Regions from separate parts of the Mus musculus genome. Here region 2 is linked to region 1. The links are chromatin contacts, called in public promoter capture Hi-C maps. All regions are on one chromosome and are shown on one strand. The core of a region is the stretch at or near the end of the contact, and the rest is flanking DNA. Distances in the headings are between cores, read along the strand shown. Region 1 overlaps Gm39299 (a long non-coding RNA gene). Region 2 holds the start of Ppan (peter pan homolog).

What was found. Promoter capture Hi-C pulls out the DNA fragments that hold promoters and counts their contacts.
Region 2: a contact with region 1 is called in a promoter capture Hi-C map of neural stem cells. The contact joins the promoter of Ppan here to the enhancer-like site in region 1. A contact is called at or near these places in 8 of 39 promoter capture datasets (the 3T3-L1 cell line, cranial neural crest, embryonic stem cells and 2 more), 1 of 15 datasets of contacts at CTCF or cohesin (embryonic stem cells), 15 of 484 Hi-C or Micro-C datasets (the G1E-ER4 cell line, adipose-derived mesenchymal stem cells, cortical neurons and 7 more), 16 of 115 datasets of contacts at active chromatin or transcription factors (the 230-238 cell line, the NIH/3T3 cell line, acute myeloid leukemia and 7 more) and 3 of 9 other capture datasets (adipose tissue, embryonic stem cells and pancreatic islet).

Annotation. Positions count from the first base shown.
Region 1 is chr9:20,738,305-20,743,169 of GRCm38.p6, forward strand. It overlaps Gm39299 (a long non-coding RNA gene), which reads left to right. Exons shown (of 4, transcript XR_003948292.1): 2 at 460-3,464. It also overlaps a transcript of Olfm2 not described here. Among named protein-coding and RNA genes, the nearest start is that of Gm39299, 13 kb to the left of the region's middle. Within about 2 kb of position 2,302, at least 37 of the 459 cell types and tissues checked have an H3K27ac peak or open chromatin away from gene starts, as enhancers often do. A contact at or near this core is called in neural stem cells and rod photoreceptor, where this site is marked.
Region 2 is chr9:20,885,480-20,890,344 of GRCm38.p6, forward strand. Ppan (peter pan homolog) reads left to right here and starts at 2,696. Exons shown (of 11, transcript NM_145610.2): 1 at 2,696-2,838; 2 at 2,928-3,098; 3 at 3,859-3,960; 4 at 4,155-4,205; 5 at 4,292-4,462. The coding sequence starts at 2,821. It overlaps LOC115487308 (a small nucleolar RNA gene), which reads left to right and starts at 4,005; the gene lies at 4,005-4,089.

The DNA.
Region 1 (4,865 bases), core at 1,052-3,551:
AGAAGCCATGTATTTCCGGTCCATGTCGGCTCAGCAAACGATCCTCTGCATACTACACTTGTGTGACACTGAGCCTTGTCCCCAGCCCCTTTCCCCAGGGATTCTAGGCAGGGGCTCTACAGCTGAGCCACGCCCCTAGCTTCCTTTTGTTTTATTTTAAAACAAAGGCTTGTTAAGTTGCCCAAGCCAGCCTTCAACTTTCAAGTTTTGTGCCTCAGCCTTCAGAGAGCTAAGATGGCAGGCATGTACCACCGTACCCAGCTTGCATCTGTCTCTTGGACTTGTAGACTCTCAGACTCTCCAAAGCGAGCTGTGTCTCTCATCTCTCCCTGTCACCAGTGTGTCACACTGAAATTACCAGAGAAACAAGGGGAAAGCATCCCTCTCTCAGTGTATTTACTGTGTTTTTCTTTCCTTTTTTTTTTTTATGTTAAGATTTATGTATTTTTTTTTTTTTAGTGTTCTATCTGCATATACACCTGCTGGCCAGAAGAGGGCATCAGAGCCACCATGTGGTCCTGGGACTTGAACTCAGCCGCTCTGGAAGAGCAGCCAGCGCTCTCAGCTGATGAGCCATCTCTCCAGCCCCCTCTTTCTTTCTTTTTATATTAAAAATGATTTGTTTATTTTTATTTCATGTGGACTGGTATTTTGCCTTAAAGCATGAATGTCTGTAGGAGGAGGACAGATACTTTGGAGTTACAGACACGTGTGAGCTGCTACATGGGTGCTGGGGATTGAACCCAGGTCCTCTGGAAGGGCAGCCAGTGCTCTTAACTGTGGAGCCATCTCTCCAGCCTCACTGTGCTTTTCTTGAGGCTAATCGGGATCTCTGGGATTAGGGAATGAGGAGTTGTGTATCCTCTTCACGGCCTTGACTGACTTTACTTTTGACTTCCTTTATTTTTGTGCAGTGACATTTTATAGTTCTGTCTTCTAAGTAGGACTTGGCATCCAGTAGTACAGATCATTAGAACTGTGTGTAAAGGGGCTGGCAAGATGGCTTAGCAGGTAAAGGAGATTGCTGCTAAGACTGGCGACCTGAGTTCTAGCCCTAGAACCCATATGGTAAGAGGAGAGAACCAACTCCTGCACGCTGTCCTCTGGCCGCCAGAATCAGACACACGCTCACACTCGGGTAAATAAATGAAATGGTTCAGTGGGTAAAGTGCTTGCCACATGAAGTATGAAGACCTGAGTTCTGATTCCCAAAGCCCGTGTAAATGTCAGGTGGGCGTGGGCTGCGTAGAACCTCAGCACTCACATGGTGGGAATAGGAACTTCAGAGAGAGCTGCCCTGCTAGACTAACCAGAGCAGCATGTTCCAAGTACGTGGACAGATCACGCCAAAACATACAATAGAAAGCAACCTAGGAAGACCACAGATGCCAACCTCTGGCCTTCAGATGCACACTTGGCCACATACATGCTAACATACACATACCTACACACGGGCGTGGGGGGGGGAGGAACGGGGTGGGGAGGAGCGGGGCAGGAGCCAGAGACTCTAAGTTTACTGGTGTTCAGGTGAACAGCTTTCCAAACACACCTCACCCAATCTCTTAGCTCCACTCAGGTGTTTCCTGCTTCCTCTTAGACTAGCCTGAGGCACAGATGTACCAAGCGTATTGGGGCTGCTGCCACCCTGTGCTTAGTGTGGATTCTTGGTTCTCTGGATGTGAGAAAATCTGTCAGCCCTAGGGTGACCATACCCAGTCCCGTACTTGGTAAGCTCCAGGCCAGTGAAAGATCCTCTCTCAACAACACGAAGTGATGCAGGTGAGAAGATTCAGAGACTAAGGTAGCTTGGCGCCAAACCTGAAGACCTGAGTTCCAAACAGTGAAAGAGAGAACTGACCCCCGAAGTTGTCGTCTAACCTTGACATCTCTGACTTCCTGTGGGCACCAAGCTAAGAACTCTCCCCTTCCTAAATAAATAAATGTGATTAAAATTTAAAAACAAAATAAAGCCAGAGGGTGGTGGCGCACGCCTTTAATCCTAGCACTACGGGGGCTGAGGCTGGCAGAGTTCTGTGACTTCGAGGACAGCCAGGTCTACAGAGTGAATTCCTAGACAGCTAGGGCTACACGGGGAAACCCTGTCTTGGAAAACCAAAACCAAACAAACAGTACCAACAACAAAACCAAGTGGAGTGCTTGTGAGGAGCCCTAACCAAGGTATGTCTGTTAAATGTATGCCCGCACAGGCGGGCGTGCACACACTCACACAAGCACACACACCCCTCGCGTCCTGCACAAACCTCACTCCACCACTAGGTGTCGCCCCAGCTCCTCAGTTTTGAGCCCAGCCCCAGGAGGTTCCTCACGCAGTTTGTCCTGATTTCCCCGCCCCCAGACAAGCTGGGAGGTTAACACCTTGATAGGATAAGGAAGTTCAGCTCGGCTCTGAGTAGCAGCGCCCTTCCGTGGAATTTCAGCCTCTGCTGACACCCGTGATCTCAGGCACCTCCCTGGGCACAGGGGTTCCCACTTCTCCAGTGGTCTGCTTTCTGAAGTTTCAGATAACAACAGAAAATATTCTGTGAAAAAGTCCAGAACTGTGTGAGTCATACATTTTGTTTCATTGTGACAGGGTCTCATTTTGTAACCTGGGCTAGCCCCAAATTAGTGGCAATCGCCTGCCAGAGTCTTTCTTCTGCGAGTTGGGATTCTGGGTACAGAATCCAGGGCTTTGGGTGGTGAGCTATGTACATCTGCCTGATTTGTTTTGTTTATAGAGCTGCGGGAGGTGGGGTGTCTCATGTAGCCAAAGCTAGTCTCAAGCACTATGTTATGTAATAGAGCAGTGGTTTTCAACCTTCCTAATGCTCAGACCTTTTAACACAGTTCCTCATCTGTGGTGACCCCAACCATAAAATTATTTGTTGCTACTTCAAAACTGTAATTTACCACTGTTATGAATTGTAATGTATTTACCTGATATGCAGAATGTCTGGTATGTGACCCACTAAACACACAGACTGCAAACTTCTGGAATAGAGGTTGACCTTGAACTCCGGATTTGACACCATAGTTGGTTCTGTGTGGTGTTGAGGATTGGAACTCAGAGCTTCATATAAAACAGGCAAGCATCTTGTCGACTGTTGGTTACACACCTTCAGCCCTCGATCAGCTCAATCCTCGAGTTTCCACTTGTACAGTCTTCTTAGCAGTGTGAGAGAGAGCCCTGCCTTTGCTGGCTGTCCTGCCTGGGGTGGGGGAGGGGACCTTCGCTGTGTGCAGGCTTTCCTCTCTACCTGGTGTTCTCTCAGTTTACTCAGAGCCCCCCAGTCCTCAGCATGGCTACTGTGACGCTGCAGCCTGCACGTGTGTCTCACTTCATAACTGTCTCAAACAAATGATTTTAGATGGCCGATCACAGCAGCCTTCTGAGAGAAAGTGATTGAAGCAGAAAGAAGAGGAAAGGGTATTGAAATATAGGGTCCAAGGGGAACAACACCCAGGTAAATGGAAGGGAGTGGTAAGTGCAAAGGCCCTGGGGTATATGACTAAGTCGAACTAGTCCTTCCCAGCCTGTGGGGACCCCTAAAGCATTGGCCCTAAGTCCAGATAAGATTAAGATAAAGATAAAGTGGGCATGGGTGGGGTACACACTTGTCGCCCAGCACTTGAGAGTGAAGGAGGAGGATCAGGTGTGCGAGCCATCCTTGGCTACATAGTGAGTCCATCCTGGTCTACGTGTAACTTTGTCTCAACAAAAACGAAAATATTTTAAAGTAAACAAAGTAAGACTTCAAGGAGGACTTTCAGGTGTTGGGAAGAGGACACCTGCTCAAGGGGAGATGGCAGGCTTAGAGGACTGTCAGGTTCCCTGCAGCTCTAAGCTACTCAAGAACCATACACTTGGGCCAGAGAGCTGGCTCAGTGGATGGAGAATTTGTGGCACAAGCATGGAAACCAGAATCCAAATCCCACACAAACACCAAGCACAGGTGCACACACCTGTGATCCAAGACTGTAAGGACTGAGATGAGAGGGCTCCTCAGCGGCAGCAGCTGAAGTGGGAGCTCTGGGTCCCAGGAGAGTGTGAACTCTGGGTCCAGTATGAACTCAGGGTCCAGTGAGAGTGTGAACTCTGGGTCCAGTGAGAGTGTGAATTCAGGGTCCAGTGAGAGTGTGAACTCAGGGTCCTATGAGTATGAGCTCTGGGTCCAGTGATAGTGTGAGCTCTGAGTCCAGTGAGAGTGTGAACTCTGGGACCAGTGTGAATGTGAGCTCTGGGTCTATGAAAGTGTCACCTCTGGGACCAGTGTGAGTGTGAACTCTGGGTCCAGTGATAGTGTGAGCTGTGGGTCCCCTGAGAGTGTGAACTCAGGGTCCAGTGAGAGTGTGAACTCTGGGTCCAGTGAGAGTATGAACTCTGCATCTAATGAGAGTGTGAGCAGGAGGATCTCTGGGTCTGAGGCCAGCCAGGTCTACAGAGGACAGCCAGGGCTGTATAGAGAAACTCTGTTTTGAAAAACAACAAACAAACAAAACACCATCAGCCACAAACAAGTCTTAAATTGAGGGCTGGAGAGATGGCTTAGTGGTTAAGAGCATTTGTGCCTTCTACCACAAAATAACTAAGACACAGTAAACAATTAAAATCTCAAAAACATTTTTAAAACAAGAAAAAGGACAATTGAGGGTGACTTCCAGGTTGACTTCTGGCCTCCACGTGTACACACACATACAATGACGACACACATACATGAGGGCATACACACATACATACATGCAGGTACACACACATACATGATGACACATACACAAACTAAAAAAAAAAAGTAACTGTTTTGTGTGTGCCTGTTTGTGGAATAGATCCCCGGGAGCTGAATTTATCGGTGGTTGTTATCCGCTCT
Region 2 (4,865 bases), core at 1,446-3,945, 150 kb after region 1:
GTTTTTCGAGACAGGGTTTCTCTGTATAGCCCTGGCTGTCCTGGAACTCACTTTGTAGACCAGGCTGGCCTCGAACTCAGAAATCCGCCTGCCTCTGCCTCCCGAGTGCTGGGATTAAAGATGTGCGCCACCACACCTGGCTGCCCAGTTCTTCTTCTTTTTTTTAAAGATTTATTTATTTATTTATTTATTATATGTAAGTACACTGCAGCTGTCATCCAGAAGAGAGCATCAGATCTCATTACAGATGGTTTTGAGCCACCATGTGGTTGCTGGGATTTGAACTCAGGACCTTTGGAAGAGCAGTCAGTGCCCTTAACCACTGAGCCATCATTCCAGCCCTGCCCAGTTCTTTAAAAGAGAAATTTATGCCTAGTCTTCTTAATTTCCAGGCTAAGACAGATAGATCTCTGTGAATTCCAAACTAGCCTGGTCTACATAATGAAACCCTGACTCAAACAATAAGAAAAAGAGAAGGATGAGTGTGCTCACATTCCTGTGTATGCTCACACTTTAAAATGAAGATAGCCACTAGGCAGTGATGGGGCACGCCTCTGATCCCAGCACTCAGAACACAGAGGCAGGAGGGGACCAAGGCCAGCCTGGTCTACAGAGCTAATTTCAGAAAAGCCAGGGCTACACAAAGAAACCCTGTCTCCAAAAACCCAGGGAGTCAGGGGAAGAAAGAAAGAAAATAGTTTGGGCCTGTGTAGCTACACTGACAGTTGGTGGTAATGTTGTAAGGGGAGGGGAAAGGATAGGAAGCTAGGAAGCCAGATGGCTCAGTGGTTAAGAGCACTGACTGTCCTTCCAGAGGTCCTGAGTTCAATTCCCAACGTCTACATGGTGGCTCACAACCATCTGTAATGGGATCTGATGCCCTCCTCTGGTATGTCTGAAGACAGTTACAATGTACTCATATACATAAAATAATTCTTTAAAAAAAAATAGGAAGCCAGATGGGGTGGGAAGGCAAAATAGGAGGTGCAGAGGGAGATCCTAAAAGGGACATAAGATGCTAAGCCTTGGGGTGAATGCTCTTCCCTTCACTGAAGGACTTTTGGGAAGAGCCCAAGGTTCTGCAATTGAGATGGGGGTGGGGGGTGGGGTTAAAGGGAGAGAGGAAGGTTTGAAAGATTCAGAGTGCTTGCCTTCCAGAGGAAGTTTCCACACTTCTGCCCATCTGCAGACAGGATTTTGGGGAGCAAAGATGGCCCTCAGGATCTGACAGACAACTGCGTGAGCCCCAAGTGTCAGGGACCACTGTGCCCAGGATCAGGACTGCATCTTTATTCACAGAAGGCAGGGTGCCAGGATACTTAGTTGGGGGTATGTTAAGGGCCTCAGAATAGAGGAATGGCTGTTAAGATACAACAGATGGGACTAGCAGAAGAATGAGCGAGAGAGAAGTGGGGGCAGGAACAAAGGAAGGAAATAGATGCAAGGAAGAAAGAGAAAATGAAGGAGTCAAACTAAAGATGAATGAAAAACATAAGGGAATCCAATACTGGTAAGCTGACGTCACTGGCCGATAAAATTGCCTGGAGAGCTAGCTCAGGGTTAAGAGCACTAGCTGCTCTTACAGAGGACCCAGGTTCAATCCCTAGCACCCACATGGCAACTCACAACCATCTGTAACTCCAGCTCCTTTTTCAGAAGTGACACACAAACATCTGTGCATGCAAAATACCCATGAGCATAACACAATTATATTTTAAAACATTTTAGAGGTCTGGCAAGATGACTTAGTTGAGTAGAGACACCTACCACCAAGTCTGAGGATCTGAACTCCATCTCCAGGCCTCATATGGCAAAAGGAAAGAACCAACTCTTTTTTTAAAGAGTTATTTATTATATGTAAGTACACTGTAACTGTCTTCAGAAACACCGGAAGAGGGCGTCAGAACTCATTATGGTTGGGAGCCACCTTGGGGTTGCTGGGATTTGAGCTCAGGGCTTTCGGAAGAGCAGTCAGTGCTCTTAACCGTTGAACCATCTCTTCAGCCTGAGAACCAACTCTTAAAAATGACCCTCTGATCTCCTCATATGCACCACCACAGATTGGCCTAGTCGGCCATCACTGGAAAGAGAGGCCCATTGGACACGCAAACTGTATATGCCCCAGTACAGGGGAACGCCAGGGCCAAAAAAAAAAAAAAAATGGGAATGGGTGGGTAGGGAAGTGGGGGGGAGGGTATGGGGGACTTTTGGGATAGCATTGGAAATGTAACTGAGGAAAATATGTAATAAAAAATATTTAAAAATAAATAAATAAATACAATCTATTTGGAGAGGGGGTGGACATGGTGGTACAAGTCTTTAGTTCCTGTCCTTGGAAGATACGGGCCCACGGATCTGTGTGAGTTTAGTCAGCCAGGAAGGGTGGCACATGCCTCTAATCCCAGCGCTCAGTGTACGCACGCGGATCTCTGTTAGTTGCAGGCCAGCGTGGGCTGCGTGAGATCCTGTTTCAGAATAAAAAACTGAAAGGCCAAACAAAGGGGGCAGTACGCTTGCCGAAACGTTCAGGATAGGGACTCGAACCCTCAAATAATTGTGAGGCCCCTCTCTTTTGTGCAAAAAGGACCACGGCATCTTTATAAAGACCCCTGGAAAGGATTCTCGGTCCTTTAAGCCGTCCGGAGCCAAGGACCGTTGGATGACGTCACTGGCCGGCACGCAGGAAGTGGGAAGAGTTACGAGCCGCGTGGCACCGGAAGTTGGCCACGTAAAGTCCGTCCTCTTTGCGTCTCCTGCACGGAAGTGAGCGGTGTGCGCCGGAAGCGAATACAGAGGCTGCCTCGTGGGGAAGCAGGCAGCATGGGGCAGTCCGGGCGGGTGAGGCGCGGCGGCCTGGGCGGGCATGGGGCACTGGTGGGGTCGCGGCCGAAGCTTGGGCGCTCACCGCCTGCCTGTCGTCCCCGCAGTCCCGACATCAGAAGCGCAATCGCGCCCAGGCGCAGCTCCGCAACCTCGAGTCCTACGCTGCACAGCCGCACTCGTTCGTGTTCACGCGAGGCCGAGCGGGTCGCAATGTCCGGCAGCTCAGCCTGGATGTGCGGCGGGTCATGGAACCTCTCACCGCTACCCGCCTGCAGGTCTGTATCCCTCAGCCCTTCAGCTCCAGGTTCGGGGCTCGGCATCTTGGCGAGGACTTGGGGCCAGAAGCTGAGCGCCTGCCTTCCATGTGGGAGGGCTTGGCTGAATCCCCAGCACCTCTGACCCAGGCTTAATGGTGTGCAGGCGAAATCGGGAATAGAATCGAGGGGGAAGATCACCATAGAGACCATCTGTGGTTACATAGTGAGGTCTTGTGTAAAAAACGGAAAGTCATACTTTGGGGGCAATCGCTAGGTGACTCAGTGGGAAAGGGGGCTTGCTGTTAAACTGTAGTTCAATTCCTGTGCCCCACGTAGTGGAGGGGGTGAAACAGCTCCTGAAGTCCTCTGACCTCCATCTTTGCGTCCCTCCCAACAGGCTTGTAAAAAATACTTTTTAAAGAGTATTTTTGAGTGCTGGGGCAATAGTTTAGGGGTACAGGTAAAACCCCAATACCTCCAGAAAGGAGTGTGTGGTCAGAAATACCATCTCAGAATAATCGTTTAAACGTCTTCTCTCAATGTTTGTGTCCGTTTCTTTTTTTTTTTTTTAAAGATTTATTTATTTATTATATGTAAGTACACTGTAGCTGTCTTCAGACACTCCAGAAGAGGGTCTCAGGTCTCATTACAGATGGTTGTGAGCCACCATGTGGTTGCTGGGATTTGAACTCTGGACCTTCGGAAGAACAGTCGGGTGCTCTTACCCACTGAGCCATCTCACCAGCCCCTTGTGTCCGTTTCTTTCTCCATTTATCAGGTTCGAAAGAAGAACTCCCTGAAGGACTGTGTGGCAGTGGCTGGCCCCCTGGGGGTCACACACTTCCTTATTTTGACCAAAACAGATAACAGTGTATACTTGGTGAGTGCGCGCCACACCGTCCCTTTCCCTCCCTGAGCCCCAGCTGCTCCTGTCTGATGATGAGCCCATTGCCCTGAGCTCTTGTGATGCTGGCTTCAAAGTAAACGCTCTGAAGTGAAGGAGCAGGGCTTTCCCTTCTCTCGCCCCACCCGCCAGCCAGACCCCTGCACCCTCACCCACCCTTTCTTTGGCAGAAGCTGATGCGGCTCCCAGGAGGCCCCACTTTGACGTTCCAGATCAGCAAGGTGAGAAGGGTAGATATGAGAGCCCGGCTTGCCTGGGGAGGGCCCTGGTCACACGGGTGCTTAGCCTCTCTTCTCCCTCCTTTCAGTATACACTGATACGGGACGTGGTCTCTTCCCTGCGCCGACACCGGATGCACGAGCAGCAGTTTAACCACCCTCCCCTCCTGGTGCTCAACAGCTTCGGCCCCCAGGGCATGCACATCAAGCTCATGGCCACCATGTTCCAGAACCTGTTCCCGTCCATCAACGTGCACACGGTGGGCCAGATCTGTGACAGCTGCCGGGGCCAGGGTTGGACAGTTGGAGGGGGAGCAGACCACATGTTACGCCTCCATTGAGTGGAGAGACTCGCTTGGCATAAAGCAACTGATTTGATGTTAAATTCGGAGGCGGGGCTAGGAGTTGATAGGAGGGTCTCATATATCTCAAGCTGGCCTCCAACTTTGAGGCTGATGCTGGACTTGAACTTCTGATCTTCCATCTCTTCTGTGCTTAGTACACCTTGAAAGGTGTTGGGCTTTGTGCATTGTAGGCCGGCACTCTGCCAACTAAGCCATTTCTCTGCCCCTTATTCTGGATTCAAGGTCGTATGTTAGACCAGGCTAGGATTAGACTTGTGGTCTTTTCTAATAAGCCACCTAGGAAGACTAGAGTGTCAAG